2 separate regions of the Arachis hypogaea genome follow, and region 2 is linked to region 1. The links are chromatin contacts, called in public Hi-C maps. All regions are on one chromosome and are shown on one strand. Each heading gives the region's core, a stretch centred on a gene start, on an enhancer-like site or on the middle of the called end of the contact. The rest is flanking DNA. Distances are from core to core; before and after follow the strand shown. Region 1 holds the start of LOC112749026 (type IV inositol polyphosphate 5-phosphatase 9). Region 2 holds the start of LOC112750873 (purple acid phosphatase 17).

Region 1 (4,276 bases), core at 407-2,906:
GAAAGCCAAACAAACCAAACATTTGAGATACCATACCCTGAAGTAAATATCAAGCATGAAACAAAATACACATCCATTCAACGACAAAAAAAGTGCTACTCCAGATAAAAACTATACATAAGTCAAATACTCATGAAACAAAACACCCATAAAATACAATTTCCAAAGAACTCTCCACCATCAATCTAACAAAATAAATTCACATAAACACAACAAGAAACATACATTTGCATTAAAATTCATGTAACTTTAATGCTTAACGGATGATAAGTTCACTAAAAAAGAATCCAAATCCCATGCTTAAACAAGAATAAATAATAAAAATAGATAATGAAACATCCAAGTTGCATGAGAATAAAGCATTAAAGTACGTACAAAAATTCAAAGACGTACCTTGTCATCACATTGGACATCATCAATGCTCACATTGCAAAATCGCCCTCCGTGTGATTAGAATGGTAGTCACTGGTATCATAAAACGGGGCATTAGAACCTCTTTCATCCAGCGATGACTCCATCTCCGGTACTATTTACTAACCTTTAGCACCAAAAACGGGAGAGGTGCTTGGTATAGCAGTAGTAGCGTCGCCCTACAGGGTTGCGAGACAACAGCCACTTCGGCAGCATTGGGGTCGTGGATAGCAGCGGCAGATGCAGCCCCAGATCACGAGATAGAAATGGCGACGGCTGCATTGGTATCGCAGGACAGCGGCACGCTCAGACGGAAAAGAACCTCGCGTCAAGCTCACTCCTCCAACGACGGCAAATTGTGGATGCAGACCAGCGAGACACTGTGGAGGTAGACCGGCGAGGCATTGTGACTGTGCGATGATAGGAACGGTATTGTTGTGAAATTTTGTTTAGGGGTGCAAATCCTAATTACTCAAAAAGGAATGCTAGGGGCCATCAGCATTTATTGTTTTTTGCCATCAGTTAGTCATCAATGTTTAAATGTATAGGATAAAGTATGTTATTGGATTACTAGACTAAAATAATTAGACTAAAGGAATTGAATTGATAGTTATGTGATAACCAAAAACAATAAGTTTTGATAGGTCACTAGCATTTCTCTTATTCAAATTTGACTAATGTGATTGTTTTTAATTAATTAAAATTGTAATATTTACAATTAATAAAACATTCCTTAATTAGCTTGTTATTTATGTTGTTCAGAATATGTGTTGTTCTTCTATACTTTTCTCAAGTTGAAAATAACATCATATTCAACTTTTATTGCTCAATGAAACGTATATATTTTTAAAAGTGTTATTAAATCCTCTATCCCAAAAAATTTAAACGGCTGGGCTTGAAGTGTGAATTTTGCCTAGCATTTTCTCAATTCTTGTTTGCATTGTGTTATTATTATTTTTTTCTTTTGGAGTAATAAATATCAAATTCAGAAGTTTTTTTGTGATAAAAATCGTGCTTACTCCAAAAGCTTAAATAGTTAAATAGAAGTACATAAATAATTATATGTAATGACACATTTTCAAAGAATCTGAATACAAATTCTAACCATAATAAAATATTCGATTTGAAACTTACTTCTACTTTTAAATAATACAATAAAAAAACTATTACTCAATTGGGGTAGCACTAAGTTGCATGCCTATAAATCCCCATCCTCATCCATTGACTAATCCTCTTGATATCACATTACAAGTCTCTTTCTTTTCTACTTCTCTAAGCTCTGTAAGTCACTTCCATACTTTGGTGGTAATCTCAAGAAAACTACAACAACTAGGTATCGTTTTTAGTTTTGTTTTTTTCAATTTGTCTTTTTTGTCCCATGTTTGGTGAGTTAATCATATTGAAGAGTGTTTGTTTTTTTGGTTCAAAGATCATGCAGGGATTCAAGATAAACGAGAGTAAGATACTAAAAAGGATACTTAGCTTTGATAATTCCAAAGGAGATAATCAGAATCCATCACTAGCCAAGAAGGGAACTCATTATAATTTGAATCAATCATCTCAAAACTCAAGAACATGCTTCCATCATCACACCAAAAAGTATGAGATATTGTGTTGGCTTGTTCTAATTATGAATTATTATATTTTACAATTATCATTCAAAGTAATCATATCTAATAATCTTTATGCTATTCTGAAATAGGATCTTTGTTGGTTCTTGGAATGTTGGAGGAATCCAACCGCCAAAGAATCTGGACATGGAAGATTGGCTAGAAATACAAAATAATTTTCCGGATATCTATGTTCTAGGGTAAGTTTCATAATGGTTTTGGATTAAATATTTAGTTTTACTTAATTCATAGACTAATATGTGATGTGATCAACAACTTTGTTATACAAGGTTCCAAGAAATTGTTCCTTTGAATGCAGCAAATGTGTTAGGACCCCAAAACCGAAGAGTTTCAAGGAAATGGAATTCGCTCATCGGCGCGGCCCTTAACAAAAGAATGCCAACCAAGAAAGGAGAAAGAACAGCAGAGCCTCAAAAGGTGTATCCCCTGAAGGATCAAGAACAAGTTTGTGTAGAAGGTGATGTTGGACAAGAGTTCCAATGCATCATAAGTAAGCAAATGGTTGGAATGTTTGTCACAATTTGGGTTCGATGCGACCTCTATCGATCGATCCATCACTTGAGTGTTTCGTCGGTTGGATGTGGAATCATGGGTTGCTTGGGAAACAAGGCATGTTTTCTGCAAAATTGTATATGCTTGAGAACTTTTTGATATGCAAGTTTTGAAAAATTTTATACATTGTTTCTTAGAGTGAGTTTTTTTTTTTTTTAACCTTAAAAATACAGGGTTCAATATCAATTAGATTTTGCTTGCATGAAACGAGCTTCTGCTTTATATGTAGTCATCTAGCTTCCGGTGGAAAAGAAGAAGACCGGAAACAGAGAAACATCGATGCAGCCGAGATTTTGTATCGGACAAGCTTCCCTGCTGATCCTCTTCATGATATGCCTGAAAAAATTATTGATCATGAGTAAGTTTATTGGTTGAATTCATTCAATAAATGAAGTTCAAAAGTGAAGCTGTGGAAAAAGAATGAGCCACTTAACAATGATTATGTAGTATCACTATGTTGGCTTATTGTTCAGCAGCAAGAAGAAAATCGTGTAAATTAGATTGACCTCTCATGTAATTAAACAATGAGTAATGGTTAAAATTATTTTATTTATCTTAAATTTTAGATCCTAAATTATAAATTATTAATTTTAAATTTTAAATTATAAATCCTAAATCCTTTAAGAAGTAAAAATTTTTATAATTTAAAAAAATGTACTAATATTAACTAACTAAAAATTGTTCCCTATACTTTCTTTTAAAGAATATTTTACATGACACTTTCTATTTGTAAAAGTATGTACTAATTTTTCCAAAATTTAAGGCTACATAATATCTGATTGATATACTTGACCTGGGAATTTCTCAAGACTGAAAATTGCATAGCTATTTAGATTTGAGAACTTTATAACACATTATAGTCACCAAAACACCATGTCCAAAAAAAAAAAAAAATAGTCACCAAAACATGAACTTGATCTAAAATGTGTACATATTTTTTCCATGCAGCCGGATAGTGTGGCTTGGGGATTTGAACTACAGGATCTACCTGCCAGACTTTGCAACAAAATCATTGATCAAGAGAAGACAATGGGAAACCTTGTTGAAACATGATCAGGTAATTAAGAAATACTAAGTTTTCGCAATAATTAGTTACTATATATATATGGAAAAATTTCAAGTGTACCGAAAATACCGGTGTTCTAGTTGTTTTAACCGTTGATTTCAATTAATATATATTATATATATTTTTTATAATTCAGATCAACGGTTAAAACAACTAGAATACCGGTGTTTTCGGTACACTTGAAACTCTTCCTATATATATATATATATATATATATATATATATATATATAACAATAACAATAATATAAGTTCATCAAGATTTAAAACTCTATTCTAAATATATATATTATAGCTAAAGATGGAGCTCACGGAGGGTCATGTATTCCAAGGTTGGCATGAAGGAGCTATAGAGTTTCCACCTACCTACAAGTACCACCCTAATTCTGAAGATTACATTGGGTGTGATCAGAAACAATTGACCAAAAAGAAGCGTGCTCCAGCATGGTAAATTAAAGAATTTTGATTGGCTTTTTACCTTTTTTGGGTTGGGAGCATTAAATTAAAGAATTTGAATAATTTGCCTTTAGAATTTATTGCTTTATGAATGCATCAAGAAAGCCAAAATGACCAACAATATGAAAGATTCTTGTTACCATATTGTATTACTGAGTCCA
Region 2 (4,757 bases), core at 1,979-4,478, 290 kb before region 1:
AACTGTCGCTTAGTAGTCTGTATTAATCGATTGGTTCGAGTTTTTCAACGCTTAGCTGGTAGGTTAGTCAGATGACCGATGTCAGTCACAGGATAATCAGTTGATAGATTAGCAGTTAGTCAATGAGTCAAGGTGGGTCGAATATATAGTCGACATCAGTCAAAAGAGTGTTCGTCAATTAAGTAGAATAGGTTAATATTTTGTTTGGGTAAGCTTCTAAGAAATTTTTTTTTCGAGTTATCTTTTTTTAAAAGATCTTATGAAAAAGTAAAAGTAATTTTATGTTTGGATATCTCATGCAAAAATATCTTTTTATATATCAATTATGTTTGAATATAACAATATAAAAACACTTTTTTGTTTATTTATTATATAAAAAATATCTTTTTTAAAGAAAAATATATCTTTAAAAAAAGATGTAAATTGTAACTTCTCAAAAAAGATATTTTTTTAATTTTTTTAGTATTTTTATTTTTATTACTAAAAATTTATCAAACACATTAAAAAATAAAAAAAACTTATTAAAATTTTTTTATCAAGATAATAATACCCAAATAAATATTAATTCGACAGTAGATCAGTAAATCATAGTGGGTTGATAAGTCAAAATAAATCAATAAATAATTAATTAGAGAACAATAGATCGATCAATCACTTAAGATTAGTAATCAATTAGTACACAATTAATTAGGCACATTTACAATAGTCATTAATTTTTTTAAATAAACTACTCAAAACTTCTTTTTGTTTCCCCAACATTTCATTTTCATAATTAAATAAGGCCAATTCTATGGTGCCTATGACTTGGTGCCTAAATTTTGCCTAACTTTTCTTTTGTAGTAGGTTTTGAATTTTTAAAAATTATTTATTTTTATATCTTTTAAATTAAATATTGATTTTTAACCTTTTTTAATAAATAGGCACCACCTTTTAGGCACCATAGCATTCACCATTAAATAATTCGAAGTTTAGATTAAATTGGTTTAGAACTACAGTACTTAAGTCACCAAAAAAAAAAAAAATCACCAAAAAATGAACTACAGTACTTTGAAAACTGAACCAAGTTACGAGTAGCGCATCTAATTGATAATCCATCAAGCTTCAGAAAATCCATGCTGCTCCAATGGTCACCAATTTTATCCTTTCACACAAATGGGCAAAATAGTTTAGTTTATCACTTCATGCATGTTGGATAATTCAACTCAATAATTAATGTTGGATAATTCAACTCAATAATTAATGCAGCACATACACCACTTACTTGTTTTGTATTTATCAAAAAAAAAAATAGTAATAATAATAATAATTTCATGTATCTTTAAAACACGTATTAACTAAATTTTACTTAAATTTATAAGTATTTATTCATTTTAATTGTCAAAAAATTTTGGACTAGATACTTTAGTCTCTAACTAAAATTAATTACTTGATTGATCCCTAACAATTAATTCTATCAGTCACTTAGGTCCTTGGCTTCGTCAACTCTAACGAAAGACAAAATGGTCTTTGACAACTCTAATAACGGACAAAATGATCCCCAACAATTTTAACAAGGGACAAAATGATCCCTGACCCCTTTGTTCGAAAATGACACTGTTATTCCCCAATTTTCATCATATCTCGCATAACACTAACATTCATACTTTCCTTCTTCACCTTCACAGTCTTCTTTTCTATCTTTTTCTTCTTCCTATTCAACTCCAAGATCAAGCCATAGTGTAACTGCCACGCGTGTCGCACCTACCTCAACATATCATGGACCACACACTTCCTAAATCTCTGTGGCTGGTATACCCACTTCCTTCGCACTTCACTCACCAGAAGTATCTACCTCCACATCCTCAAACAGCATTACTTCCAACCTTGACAACATCCACCACATTCTCAAGACCAAGTTTCACAACTACCCCAAGGGCACGCCCTTCTCCACTATTCGACAAGCAATATAGATTGTTGGACATTAGAACATCATGAGAAGATTTTTCTTCGACATCATATGCAAATTCTCATTTGGAATAGACTCCGAGTGCTTCATTCCTTCTTTCTCAGAGTCCAAGTTGCCATACAGCTTAGACCTCGCATCCAAGCTATCAGTACAACGAGCAATGTCGCCGTTACTGCTCATATGAAAATTGACATAATTACTGAATATTGCTTCGCAGAAGAAGTTGAAGGAAGCGATCGGAGTGGTGGATAATGTGGCCATGGAGATGATAGGACAGAGGAGGAGGGAGATGGTGACAACGACGCTGAGTCTTAACAAATCAGACTTGCTGTCTAGATTCATCGGATCCATCGAAGATGACAAGTACTTGAGAGATGTAGTCATTAGTTTCCTGAGTATGAATTAGTTGAGAATAAGTTGAGGATTTTTTTTCTGTGAACATTGAAGTTGCAGAGTGTGCATTGTGTAGCTTGAAGTTACAGTGTTAGACTGTTAGTGTTATGCGAGATATGATGGAAATTGGAGAAGAACAGTGTCGTTTTCGAACAAAGGAGGTTAGGGACCATTTTACCCCTTTTTAGAGTTTTTAGGGACTGTTTTGTCATTCGTTAGAGTTGACGGAACAAAGGACCTAAGTGACTGACAAAATTAATTGTTAGAGATCAATCAAATAATTAATTTTAATTAAGGACTAAAGTATCTGGTCCAAAATTTGTTGAGGACCAAAATAGATAAATATTCTAAATTTATTATATTTTTTATAGTGATAATTTATTAGATCAAATATTTTGTTGATATATAATATTTAAATTAAAAAAATAATATAAAAATCTAATTACAAATTTAAAAAATTTATAAGTGAGAATTAATAGAGTAATTAAACCAATTAAATTCAATAAACAATACAAATTTAAAAAAAAAAAAAACAAAATCAACAATGATTATTATTATATATAAATATGCGAATATGTTATTGGATATTCGTTGGAATATCCATTTGCAAAGAGTTATGCTGGGCATATTCCCTAGATATAACCAACTAATACCTCCCAATTCGCAAACCCATGTTATTTTCCTGATCAACCGCACCACTTGTTTGGTTTTTGCAGTTGCCATTAAAAGTGAAAACAATAAATAATATTCAAAAATACTATTTACATACCAAAAATAATAATTATGTATTTATGAATAAAAATATCTATAATTTATTATTTTTAATATATATTTTATGTAAGTAACTGATTTTGACATATAACTATCATGCATCACACACACATAACACATTATTGAATCCGAATGACACATCACTCTTTGCTTTTGTATTGGTTCTCACTTCTAAGAAGACCAATATCTCAATGTCAATGTCACTAAATTTAACAAAATGTGATGCGAGTAATAGTATATTACAAGTTTCTCTCAAGTTGATTCTAATGTCAATTGCCAAATATAGTAAACATTAAAATATTACTAAGATATGCTCCTTGAAAATTGAGTTGGAATTAACTGTTAATAGAAAAATTCCAGTGGCTTACAATTGCTGTCCCTTTCACAGTTTCACAAGATCTAACATTAATTTGTGTTACTTAGTACCTTGATTATTAATATTCTTCTAAGCAGGTTACGTTGAGGATTGGTTATATATATAAATGTAGGAAAACACCAACCGTTTTTCAAAAACAGAGTGATCTTTCCTCTTTGGTTTTGCATTTGTTTCAAGACTCACAATAACCATGTCTAAATCTTTTCTTCTCTTCACGATTATTGTTGTTATTAGCTTTGGTTTGTGGGTTCTTTATGCATCTGCAGAGCTTCAGAGATTTACACAACCATGTAAAAGTGATGGTTCTCTTGATTTTTTGGTGGTTGGTGATTGGGGAAGAAGAGGTGAATATAACCAATCTGAAGTTGCTTACCAGGTTTGCCATTATTTCACTCTTTCTTTCTCTCGTTCCTATCTATTATGATTTATGATAAACTATTTGAATTGCCGGATAATTTAATTACGAAAATTAAAATGATAAATGTACTCGTCCTGAGGAATCCAAATTTCTTGATGTTATGTTCTTCACATCATTGCAGATTCTTAGAACATTGTTATTTTGCAGAAAACAATTCTGCATGCACCATTTTCTTAAGAGAAATTTCTTATTATAGAATAATAATTTTTTTGGTGGCAAGATTAATCTTTAATAGAGCATCTCTAATATTACCTTTCATTTCATTTTGGATCCAACAAAATACTATCAACATTTGTGGAATCATATATCATAACTAATAATTTGAGATCAAGTTTGTAATTTATCACTCTAATATTTGGTTTCAATTGATTTTGAATTTAAAAAAACTGAACAAAAATACTTATACAAAATAGCAAAATTTAATTAGTTTTCTGTCAATGATACTGTCTATAAATTGAGACTAGTTTCATTTCATTTGTTATTTCCAATACAAATTTTTATTTTAAAACAGTTTATTTTCTGTAGCTATTAGAAGTGATATTCCAAAAATACTCCATTAAAGTTGTCTATGAGCAAATTATAATTATAGCTAAGAAAAGGAAGTTGGTTGTCTTTGTAGATGGGGGAAATAGGAGAGAAGCTTGACATTGATTTTGTGATTTCAACTGGAGACAATTTCTATGACAATGGCCTAACTAGTGATCATGATCCATTCTTTGAGGAATCATTCACCAAAATCTACACTGCTAAGAGCCTACAAAAACAGTGGTACGCTGGTAAGTTCAAGTTACTGATTAAGGGATTAGAGTTTTATTATGCTATAGACCTTACATATGATGATTGATTAATTAAAT

The links. Hi-C and Micro-C count contacts between places; a contact is called where the count stands out from the background.
Region 2: a Hi-C map of leaf shows a contact between it and region 1, with 3 times the contacts expected there. The contact joins the promoter of LOC112750873 here to the promoter of LOC112749026 in region 1. A contact is called at or near these places in 2 of 8 Hi-C or Micro-C datasets (both in leaf).

What each region holds. Positions count from the first base shown.
Region 1 is chr15:138,284,087-138,288,362 of arahy.Tifrunner.gnm2.J5K5, reverse strand. LOC112749026 (type IV inositol polyphosphate 5-phosphatase 9) reads left to right here and starts at 1,656. Exons shown (of 8, transcript XM_029293267.2): 1 at 1,656-1,744; 2 at 1,841-2,010; 3 at 2,114-2,221; 4 at 2,312-2,651; 5 at 2,768-2,952; 6 at 3,543-3,651; 7 at 3,955-4,106. The coding sequence starts at 1,844.
Region 2 is chr15:138,577,951-138,582,707 of arahy.Tifrunner.gnm2.J5K5, reverse strand. LOC112750873 (purple acid phosphatase 17) reads left to right here and starts at 3,228. Exons shown (of 7, transcript XM_025799778.3): 1 at 3,228-3,861; 2 at 4,523-4,679. The coding sequence starts at 3,676.